Regions from separate parts of the Sus scrofa genome. Here regions 1 and 3 are each linked to region 2. Evidence: chromatin contacts called from public HiChIP or PLAC-seq data. All regions are on one chromosome and are shown on one strand. The core of a region is the stretch at or near the end of the contact, and the rest is flanking DNA. Distances in the headings are between cores, read along the strand shown.

Region 1 (3,395 bases), core at 592-3,091, 230 kb before region 2:
CCTGCAAGGGTTATTTACCCCTGGCTGCTAGCTCCAAGTGATTCTGCATGCGTCGTTCCCGCTCTTGTAGCTGATGTGCCATTTCAGCATTCTTCCAACCTGTGTGAAGAGGAGTGAGATAATCACTCAGTCCTGGAGCCACTTCTGGACCATTTCCCCGGGGTCTTGTTCACAGAGAACAGGCCATTACCTCTTTTGAAGCTCTTAATGAAGCCTTCCCGTGGAAGTAATGTGCTAGAGTCATGTACAACACGCTGGGGGATTTTAAGTACTGTGCGGACGGCTGGAATACGGAGGCAAAGCACCTGGCCCAGGGAAAACATGTTGGAGGAGAACCAATACATGAACACTGCCTGCACGAGAAGGAAGAGAAGTTACTCAGAAGCTGCATCCTGGTCAGACTGCCAGGAGACTTGGAGCCAGCCCCTAAACCATTACTTACAGAGGGAAAATGGATAGTTATGGGCAAGACTGCCAGGGGCATCAATCTGATAAAATTTCTCATCCACTGAAGGTCAGAACTTTGCATGCCAGTTTCTGCACCTAACTGAAGTTAAAAAAAAAAAAAAAAAAAGCACAGAGGAAGAATAGCAAATACATGTCAATTTTAATTGCATTTAGCTCAGATTTCTTTCTTTCTTTTTTTTAGGGCCACACCCATGGCATATGAAAGTTGCCAGGCTAGGGGTTGAATCAGAGCTGCAGCTGCTGGCCTACATCACAGCCATACCAACATGGGATCCAAGCTGCATCTGTGACATACACCACAGCTCACGGCTACGCTGGATCCTTAACCTACTGAGTGACGCCAGGGATTGAACCTGCATCCTCATGGATCCTAGTTGGGATTGTTAACTGCTGAGCCATGAAGGGAACTCTTTTTTAAAAAGAATTTTATGACTGCACCCGTGGGACATGGACGTTTTCGGCCCAAGGACTGAATCTGAGCCACTGCCACAACTGCAGCAATGCTGGATCCTTTAACCTACTATGCTGGGCTGAGGGTCAAACCCATACCTCTGCAGTGACCCCAGGTGCTGTAGTCAGATTCTTAACCACTGAACCACAGTGGGAACTCCCAGCTCATACTTCTTATCCATCAACTCGAAAAGAATGACTATTCTGTACAACTACTTTCCCCTCAGTCCCCACACTGTGCAAGTCTGGCACTTGGCAAACCTGAGCTTACCTCAAGGACACCCCACATTGTAGCAGTGACCACCAGGGGTAATATGTAGGTGGGGTCAGATAGTGTGAGATCTTGGAACCACCAGAGACCACCTGTCTGCAGGCTGGGCACAGGAAGGTTGGCCATTTCCCTCAAAGCAATGAAGAAGGAGATGAAGATCGGGGCCTATGGTACAAGATAAACAGTGTCAGGACCTTTTAGCAGAGGGGACATTGGCATTACTCCATTACTGAAACCCATGTAGCATAGTATCATCACCACCTGCTTTCTGGGGGTCTAGAGCACGGGAAACAGGAGATAATCTGACTGGTTCTAGATGAAGTTAACGAAGGGAAATGTGTATTTGCTCACCTGAGTCAAAGGCAGAATAAGAGGTTTAAAGAGTTTAATATCATGCTTTTTCTGGTAGAACGTCATTTCCGAGGAGGCCCTGTAAACTGTAAAGGGAGTGGAAGTTAATGGCTGGGCTAACAGCTATGCTGGTGGAGGTGACCATCCTCATCACATGGCCCGTGAGATTTCTAACTGACCCGGGCCAGTCACCGGAAGCATCAGGCCTAAGAAACAGGTGAATCTTCAGAACCTGCTCGACTGTAGCAACTCCTGACTTAGGCTGTCCCTCCCCCTTGGCTGAATGGCAGGGAAAGGGCAACTCTGGTCCTCTCCCACGCTCGTTCTTAACTGACTCACACTCAGTGTGGTTTCCTGTCAACTTGGCTTCTCTGATTCGAGTGGAAAACTTCTGAATCTCTGGCAAGTGGTTGTGGATCTTGGCTGCCTCTCGCTGGCCCTTCACGATGAGAGGAAACACCAGGCAACGGGCAAGGACTGTACCTGGAAAACACAAATGAGGACTGGAGTGAAATTCAAGCATTCTGCAGCTACAAGGCTGAAGGTTTTTAGGTCCTACTGAAAAGGTCTCTTAGCTCAGACTTTTCTACCCTCTGATTCATGCCAAGGGGCCCCAAGACAAAGGACACGGGTAGGACTTAGTTCCTTCGAGTCTCAGTCTTCTGCTTTGACATCAAAAGTCTGGCATTAACTTCTCTAAACAAATGACCAGGAATCTGGTTTGTTTCCCTGAACAAAAAGGTAGGTGACAGAAGCCACTTTTCTAGATCAGTGGTTTCTAAACTTTTCTATAACCAATGGAACCCTTTTTGCCTCAACTCTTAAGTGGAACCCCAATATACATAACAAATAAAATCAAGCTGCCCTGGGTGAGGAGATAGTCTGACTACAGGATTGTTCAAGCTCTGGCCTTTGCTTTATGCAGAAGCACTTTTATAGATGGCTGGGGCTCCCAAGAATGAAGAATGAAAGCCACTGTCCTTAGAAATCTCTGGAGTAGGAGGTAATCTGGTGGTCTACTGCTTTAGTTTCTTCCTATTTCTTTTCTTACACTTCACATTCCTGATCATTCCAACAACTATTTATTTAGTTTATGTATCTATAGATAAGCAAGTGGGCCTGGATTGAGAAAAGGCCAGGGGGAGATAAGAGCTTTAGGCTTTACTGACATTACGGTGGATGGTGTGGAGTGGAAAGAGACGGGAGTTAAGCTGTGCCACAATGGGAACTCGCCCAGAACACTCTTTTAAATAGTATCTACAAAAAGAAGGAGAAAAGGTAGTACGGGATCAAGGAGAAAGGGGATCAAGATGGTGGAGGAGTAAAACCTGACACCTTCTCACACAAACACATCGAACCCCCCCACAACAGGAGTTCCTGTTGTGGCCCAGCGGTAATGAATCTGACTAGTATCCATGAGGACACAGGTTCAATCCCTGGCCTCACTCAGTGGGTTAAGGGTCCAGCGTTGCTGTCAGTTGTGGTGTATGTCACAGACGTGGCTCAGATCCCTTGTTGCTATGACTGTGGTGTAGGCTGGCAGCTGTAGCTCCAATTCGACTCCTAGCTTGGGAACCTCCATCTGCCACAGGTGTGGCCCTAAGAAGCGAGAAAAAAACAAAAAACAAAAAACAAACAAAAACCCCAAAACAAAAAACCACATAAACACACTCCTCAAAACCCATACACTTGTAGAACGATTTACACAGAACATCTACTGAACTCTGGCAGGAGACCCGAGACCTCCAAAAAGGGCAAGAAACCCTCCAGAGCAAAAAGGGGTGGTGGGGTGGGGGTAGAAAAGAAAAAAAAAAAGAGAAAACAGGAATTAACATGGGACCATCACTCCTGAGAG
Region 2 (3,540 bases), core at 586-3,085:
CTGGAATAACTTGGGTTGGCAAGGAGAAGCAAGGACGCCCTAGAGTTAGCTAAAAATAGTGTCTTGCCGTCTCCACTGGAAAGAAGTCCTTGTGCGTGTTAACCCCGTTTCCTCCCATCCAGGCTGAAAGCTTGAAGTGGAGACCACTTACTGACCACTCTCTGAACCACATCTACTTCAATGCGCTTAGGTCCTGCCAAGCTTGTCTCACGTTTATATGCTCTTCCTTTAATAGTTTCTTTTTTTTTCCTTGGCTGAATTTTGTGTGGGTGGTTCAGGGAAAGGGTAGACAAGCGCCCTTTCTGCTTTTCAGTGGGATTTTTGAAAGAATTTGAAAATGAGAGGGCTCTCTTTCCTGGATCCTATTGCTTCTGGAATGGGAGCACGCCCGCATTTCTGAAGCAAACATGAATGGGCTGCCCTCTTCCCAAAAGTGGTGAGCCCCCTGGAACCATGTCGGGTGTTCTGACCTGAGAAGCTGGCTGTCCATGGAAGCTGCCCGCAGAGGGTGGTCTGCCTTCCTGCTTTCAGACCTTGTGTTCTGCCAAGGCTCAAAGGGGGCCATTTTGAAGGCAGAGAGCCCCCCAGAGGGTAGGAAGGGAGAAAGAAAGCGCAAGTTCAGGGATGTTGCAGTGAGAGGAGTCTGGGTGGCTTGGAGTTGACTTTTGTCCGATTACAGCCTTGCCAATGTCTCCTGGTTCTGTAATTTCCCCTCCATCAAGCTCTTTCAGAAGCTGGAAGCTGTGGAGGGGCAACAAAATGCACACGATGGTGTAACCAGAAGCCCCTGACGCCATAATGAAGGGAGAAGTGGCCATTCACTATGTGCAACAGTGATGCACTGGTGGGGCCGGGACCCCTAAGCTCACCTGGGTGCTGGCCTAGTGAGGCAGCGGCCCCACTTTATCTCAGCATGTGGTCCAGCCTGACCCAGCCCCGCTGACCCGCAGGATCTCTGGTTCATCTTTCTGGGCATTCCCTTATATTTGCATTTGAGATTACTGAGCTGAAACTACGTGTGTGTTAATGGGAGCAGTATTTTATTGAGATGTAATTTACATATGCTGAAATGCACAAACTTTAGGCATGCAGTTGGACTCGTTTTGACATGTGTATACACCTGTGTCCATCACCCAAATCAAGATGCAGAACGTTTCTACCACTTGGAAGGTTCCCTCTTGCCCTTTCCAGTCAGTCCTACCCCAGAGGCATCCACTGTTCCATTTCCATCACTGGTGATTAGTTTTGCCTGTTCTTGCCCTTCATCTGTGTGGAGTCATATAGTTGTACAGCGGCTGAGTCCCTGGAGCCTGGCCTGCGTCTGATGCTTGGCATGTATGCACTGTGAGAGGAGCCTTGGATCTTAAACTACCTGGTGAGAGAGCACTGACCGCCATGGGGAAACATGCTGTGGGTAGTGAGTTGCCCCCAGGGCGCAAGATTGGGGGCAGAGTGGATTCTGGCCACCAGCCCAGGCTCCTGGATTCTGAATCCAAATCTCTCACCAGGATCCCAGGGGGCTCATGCAGCCCCTCCCTGGGGACTCCCTTCCAGGGCTATGTATGGGGGAGCCCGGTGATCCTGGACAGGTAGTGCCCCCTGCTGTCTGCGGGGCAGACCCTGCACTCTCTCCTCCTTGGGATGTGACAGGATCACGTGGGCCAGAGACCAGTGCAGTAATAGTCTAATTAAAGGTAGGGGATCGGCTTCTGGAATGAGGTCTCTTTCCTTTTATTTTCCTCTGAAAAAGGTTTTTCCAAGCGACAGGGGCTTTCCTTTCTCAAAATAAACAGATTAAGTAAGAAGAGGCCTCTTTGGTGGAGCGCTGCTGCCCCCACGTGGGTGATTGGGGACACTACCATAGAGCAGGACTCCAAAGCCCGGCGTTGTTGGGGGTCTCAGGTTCCGGTCCTCTTTCTGGGGTTCCCCATCTCCTGGCCGCCTGAATTCTGGTGTCCTTGGTATCTGAGAGGCAGCTGTCCATCAGGGCTATTACCCAGGACTTCAACCTGGACCTGGGGTGTAGTTCTTCACTGGAGAACCAGCCCCAGCAGCTGTGGATGGACAGATATGGCCCCTGGGGAGGATGGGCTGGAGCTAAGCCTCGAGGACCTGGCCTGTATTAAGCAAGAGTTTAATCAAGGGCGATCAAGATTTGATCTTAGGGCTTGCTAGGGCGGCGGGTCTGGGATGGGGGTGCGTCTCTTCAGTGGGGTGTGCAGCACCTCCCCAGCCTGCTCGTGGGTCTCCAGGGCCCCACCAGCCCCTCCCAGCTCCTCCCAGCTCGACGCCTTCCTGTCGCACCTGCGGTCTGGGTGGTGTAACGGCCCAGCCCTCTGGCCCCGGCACGTGGCCTGAGGCGATGCTATCTCTAAGTCGGTATTTTTAACTTTTTTTTCCAGAGGATGTGGCTTCTGTGGGAGAGCTTCAAAGGGTGCCCCATTTGCCCCTCGCGGCCGCCATGACGTCATGGAAATGGGAGGGGCCGTCCCAAGCCCCCAAACACCTGCACGGAAGTGGGAGACTTTTTCCACTTCCTGTCCTACTTCTGGCTACTGACTCAATGTCTGACCTGCTTATTAATTTCAAAATATAGCACTCCCAGTAATACTCAGAGGAAACCTTACTCATGTGTGTCTGGGTGAACAGAGGCCTGAATCCCAGGTGGCCTTACCCAGAGGCAGACACTGGCCGTCGCCTTGGCTACACAGTGTACTTATTAAAGAGGAGCAGCACCCAGTCTCCACGTGGCTTGCTCCCTGCCCCCAGACCCACCCCTTCAGTCCCAAGCTGTCCTTCCTACACATTGCTCCCAGAGGTAGATTGGAGGAGTTTTAAGATGGGACACGTGGGAGTTCCCTTGTGGCCAGCTGGTCAAGGATCTGGTGTTTTCACTACAGTGGCTCTGGTCGCTGCTGTGGTATGGGTTTGATCCCTGGCTTGGAAACTTCCACATGCCCCTGGGCACGGCCAAGATACCAAAGATAGGACACTTGGAGAAAGTGAGATGAACGGTAATGGGACCTTCAGCCCTGGACCTTGGTATGTTCTCTCAGTACCCAGGACATTGACTCCTGAAGCCCTGTGTGTTTTCTCAGAGTAACCATCCTCCAGCTTTTGCTCTTCCTGATGGTTCTTGACCGTTTACTCTTAGCTCTTGGCTAAATCATAAAACTGTGCTCACTGGGCCACCATGCTTATTCATCCCCACTTTCCGTTCTGTAATGTTCTCTTACTTTCTCGCCACAGATATACAGCTTGGCTGCCTCCCCAGTGCCTGATGGCACTAATCACTTATTTGTTCACTTGCCAATTAAGTGTATGTGAAGCATCAGTTGTATGGCAGGCACTCTGCTAGGTGTCAAAGACACACAGATGGACAAGATACACGTCCCATCTCAAGGAGCGCACAGCTGATTTTCTTGCCGAGATGTTACTTGATAAGGTGATAACTGTTAAAGGATTTTACGTGTGACCCCAGGGGAGTTGGACTTTATGGACAAAGGAAGAAAATAAACAATCCTTTAAGACTCAGATGGC
Region 3 (3,658 bases), core at 337-2,836, 250 kb before region 2:
GCCAAATCCAAGCTGCATCTGCGACCTACACCACAGCTCATGGCAACACCAGATCCTTAACCCACTGATCGAGGCCAGGGATTGAACCTGCAACCTCATGGTTCCTAGTCGGATTCGTTAACCACTGCCTCACAACGGGAACTCCCAATGTAGACTTTGGAGCAAACTCTTCACCAGCAGGGAGGGAGGTAGAGCTCTGTGCTGGCCTGATCCCCCAGGCTTTTCAGGGGTTCACCCTTGGTCTCTTTTTCTGGTCTTTCTGTTTGCCTCAGAAGAGGCTAAGAGGGCAGCCTAGGGGAGGTTGGGGAAGGAGCTAGGGACAGAGGGCCCCAACCTTGGCTGAACATTAGAATCACCTTGGCAGGTGGGGGGGAGGTTTAAAAAATACTCATGGCCCCTTCTTCTCCCTCCCTGTTCCCCCAACCAAATAACTCTGGACCCCTGGGTAGAAGACTGGGGATGGGCTTGGAGAACAAGAATTGAGGAAGCAGAAAGTTGCTGCTGAAAACTGAAGGAGACCTTGGAAAGAGAGGTGTTCAGCTGTCCCTGTTCTTGAGAATTGCCTGGGGAGCTTGAAACACATGCCAATGCCTGGGCTCCACCCCGCAATTTGACTTCGTTGGCCTGGGTGGGGCCTGAGCCCTGGACTTTGTTAAAGCTGATCGAGCGATGTCAGCTGGAGCCAGGAGCCCAGAGTTAGGTGAGGGCTTGGGCTTGTTCTCATCAAAGTGGTTCTGTACGTGATGACTTGATGATGGTAGCACGCCCCTAAGCAGGCCGATCAGCAGACTCCCCTGGGGAACCCCATCTCAGACTTCCTGAATCAGGGGTGCACCCCAGAGGTGTAGGTTCATGTTCCTCAGGTGATCCTGCTGCTCACTCGGGCTTGCAGTCCTGTTTCTGAGAACCTGAATTGGACCTAGCTGAGTGAACCAGTTAGGATCCAGTGAACAAGGCCTTGCTGGCTTTGAAGGGGCCAGTGGTGTCGATTAGCAGGAGACCCTCCAGGTACAAGGTGCTTGCTTGCTCCCTCTAAGCGGGGCAGAACCATGGTGACTGAAGCGCTGACTGAGTTCGTGGAGGCAGAGTGGGAGGAACCTGATCCAGTGACCAGTGGGGATTATGCTTTGTGTCTTTTTTGTTTTGTCTTTTTAGGGCCGCACCCTCGGCATATGGAGGTTCCCAGGCTAGAAGTCTAATCAGAGCTACAGCCTACACCAGAGCCACAGCAACGCAGGATCCGAACCATGTCTGGGAGACCTACACCACAGCTCATGGCAACGCCGGATCCTTAACCCTCTGAGCAAGGCCAGGAATCGAACCCTCAATCTCATGGATACTAGTCAGATTTGTTTATGCTGCACCACAATGGGAACTCCTGAAATGTCTGGTTTAAGGCAAGAGATCTGAGGCTTTTTTGGAGAGCTTAAATCTGGTCCTTCTGAGGAAGCAGGCTCAGTAGAGTATTCTGGAGACAGCTGGGTATTCACAGCCTGCATGTACCTGTTAAGAGGCTGGGCTGCTCCCCAGCAGTGTGACTCCAACTACACCAAGACCGGCCTAATGCAGCGAGGGGTGGTTTTTCTTGAGCAAGGTGACGAAGTGCTTGCTCACAGCAGTGAAGCCCATAGATTGCTGTCCTGCTGATTGCTGGGGGCTGAATGACGTCACTAGTCAGAAGACGCATGAGCTGTGTCACTGGTGATTTTAAAGTTCAAGATAGTGAAGAGAGTGGCAGGTAGAATCTTCTTTTTTTTTTTTGTCATTTGAAAACTGTGTATGTGGAGAACCCCCCCCCCCCCCACAGAACTGGTACCAGACGGTAAATGCCAAGATACCAGAAGGATAGACTTTGGTGAGGGGATGGATTTCGTAGTGATTGAGAGATACACACTTAATAAAGCTTTAAACTAAAAAAATTTTCTTGGCTGTGCTTGTGGCATGTGGAAGTTCCTGGGCCAGGAATGGAACCCGTGCCACCTCACTGACCTGAGACACTGAAGTGACAATGCTGGATCCTAACCTAACTGAGCCACCAGGGGAACTCACTCCTAAACTGAAATTTTAGAGGAAAGGAGAAAAATGCACAGATAAAAGTATATTGGAGTATCTGGGTATTTTGGAGGCTGTGAAGTATTCTAGAGAAAGAAGAATAAAGGTGGAAAAGTTGCTTAGTAATGCACCACTTGGAGAAGATAGAAGACTGGGAGTGATGTTTTTGGATTCAGAAACATTCAATGAGGCTAATAAACACATTTTCTTTTCTTTTCTTTTTCTTTTTTTGGCTGTCCAAGATATGTGGAGTTCTGGGCCAGGGGTCAGATCTGAGCCACAGATGAGACCAAAGCCACAGCTGTGGCAATGCCAGATCCTTTACCCACTGTGCTGGGCCAGGGATCGAACCTGTGTCCCAAAGCTCCCAAGATGCCACTGATCCTGTAGCACCACAGCAGGAACTGCAGCACATTTGCTCCTTACTTTTCCTGCAAGGAGGAAACAAGTTCAAGTCTGATTAGAATATGACAATGAAAGAGTACATGTCGTTCAAAAGTGATGGATTTGCTAGAAGAGCTGAGATTGATGTGGCATATCAAAGAGAGGTATGATGATCTGCTCTAATAAGGGATGCCCGTTCCCTCTGGGCAAGGTCACATTTTGAGTCTTTTGATTCCAGTGAGAGGGAAGTTTCAGGACCAAGACACAGAGAGTTGTCAAAGGATTTTATCTCCCCCTTTTCTCTTTCCCAACAAATGTAATGAACAGTGCTACCTAGTACAGCCTCCAGGGCCTGCCTGCAGGTGGGCTGCTTCTTACAACTAAACAGAAGTCTCTTTCTTTCTCATGACAGATGCATGACCCATCTCTTAGAAAGGGCACCCGGGAGTTCCTGGTGGCTTAGCAGGTTAAGGATCTGGCATTATCACTGCTGCAGCTCAGGTTGCTGGTGTGGCTTGGGTTCAGTCCCTGGCCTAGGAACTTCTGCATGCCATGGCTCAGCCAAAAAAACAAAACAAAACAAAACAAAACAAAAGGAATCCCTATTGTGGCTCGGTGGGTTAAGAACCTGACCTTGTCTCTGTGAGAATATGGGTTCTATCCCTGACCTGGCTCATTGGGTTAAGGATCTGGCATTGTTGCAATTGCTGGTATAGGTAGAAGATGCAGCTCAGGTCCAGGGTGGCTGTGGCTGTGGTTGTGGCCAGCAACTGCAGCTCCGATTAGGCCTCTGGCCCTGGAACTTCCATGTGCCACAGGTGTGGCCCTAAAAAGTGAAGAGAAAAAAGAAAAAAAAAAAAAAAGGGCAGCAAGGTTCTCTTAGCCTCTGTTAATCCCATCTGCTTATCTTGGAAGAATTATTACATGGTGCTATCAGAGGGCTCTTGGTTTCCACTTGGTGATTTTTCCTGAAGGTCTCCCATAGTAAAGTGCATGGAAATAAACCCCCATCCTAAGGGAAGAAGTGCGGTGAAAAGAAAAAGAGGATAAAAGCAAAAAGAAGTAGGAATGATGTAATGGTGGGCATATGCCATGCACCATTAGATTGGAAGAATAAATTCTTTGCTCTCCTTGTAAAAATTATAAAATTTGTATAAAAGGTAAACATGGTAGCAAAGGAAGCTTCAGTACCTTGAACATCTTTTGCTAAAATTGCATTCTC

What was found. HiChIP or PLAC-seq counts read pairs in DNA pulled down with a chosen protein or histone mark.
Region 1: a contact with region 2 is called in an H3K27ac HiChIP or PLAC-seq map of alveolar macrophages. The contact joins two enhancer-like sites. A contact is called at or near these places in 2 of 47 Hi-C or Micro-C datasets (embryonic fibroblasts and retroperitoneal adipose tissue) and 2 of 2 datasets of contacts at active chromatin or transcription factors (alveolar macrophages and skeletal muscle).
Region 3: a contact with region 2 is called in an H3K27ac HiChIP or PLAC-seq map of alveolar macrophages. The contact joins two enhancer-like sites. A contact is called at or near these places in 1 of 47 Hi-C or Micro-C datasets (heart right ventricle) and 2 of 2 datasets of contacts at active chromatin or transcription factors (alveolar macrophages and skeletal muscle).

Annotation. Positions count from the first base shown.
Region 1 is chr7:76,236,325-76,239,719 of Sscrofa11.1, forward strand. OXA1L (mitochondrial inner membrane protein OXA1L) reads right to left here. Exons shown (of 11, transcript XM_013978229.2): 5 at 1,880-2,023; 6 at 1,541-1,626; 7 at 1,190-1,354; 8 at 443-547; 9 at 191-353; 10 at 19-99. Among named protein-coding and RNA genes, the nearest start is that of OXA1L, 29 kb to the right of the region's middle. Within about 2 kb of position 1,842, at least 6 of the 83 cell types and tissues checked have an H3K27ac peak or open chromatin away from gene starts, as enhancers often do. A contact at or near this core is called in alveolar macrophages, where this site is marked.
Region 2 is chr7:76,463,531-76,467,070 of Sscrofa11.1, forward strand. No RefSeq gene overlaps it. Among named protein-coding and RNA genes, the nearest start is that of DAD1, 33 kb to the left of the region's middle. Within about 2 kb of position 1,836, at least 47 of the 83 cell types and tissues checked have an H3K27ac peak or open chromatin away from gene starts, as enhancers often do. A contact at or near this core is called in alveolar macrophages, where this site is marked.
Region 3 is chr7:76,218,260-76,221,917 of Sscrofa11.1, forward strand. The region is part of intron 2 of SLC7A7 (solute carrier family 7 member 7); the gene reads left to right. Among named protein-coding and RNA genes, the nearest start is that of SLC7A7, 18 kb to the left of the region's middle. Within about 2 kb of position 1,587, at least 5 of the 83 cell types and tissues checked have an H3K27ac peak or open chromatin away from gene starts, as enhancers often do. A contact at or near this core is called in alveolar macrophages, where this site is marked.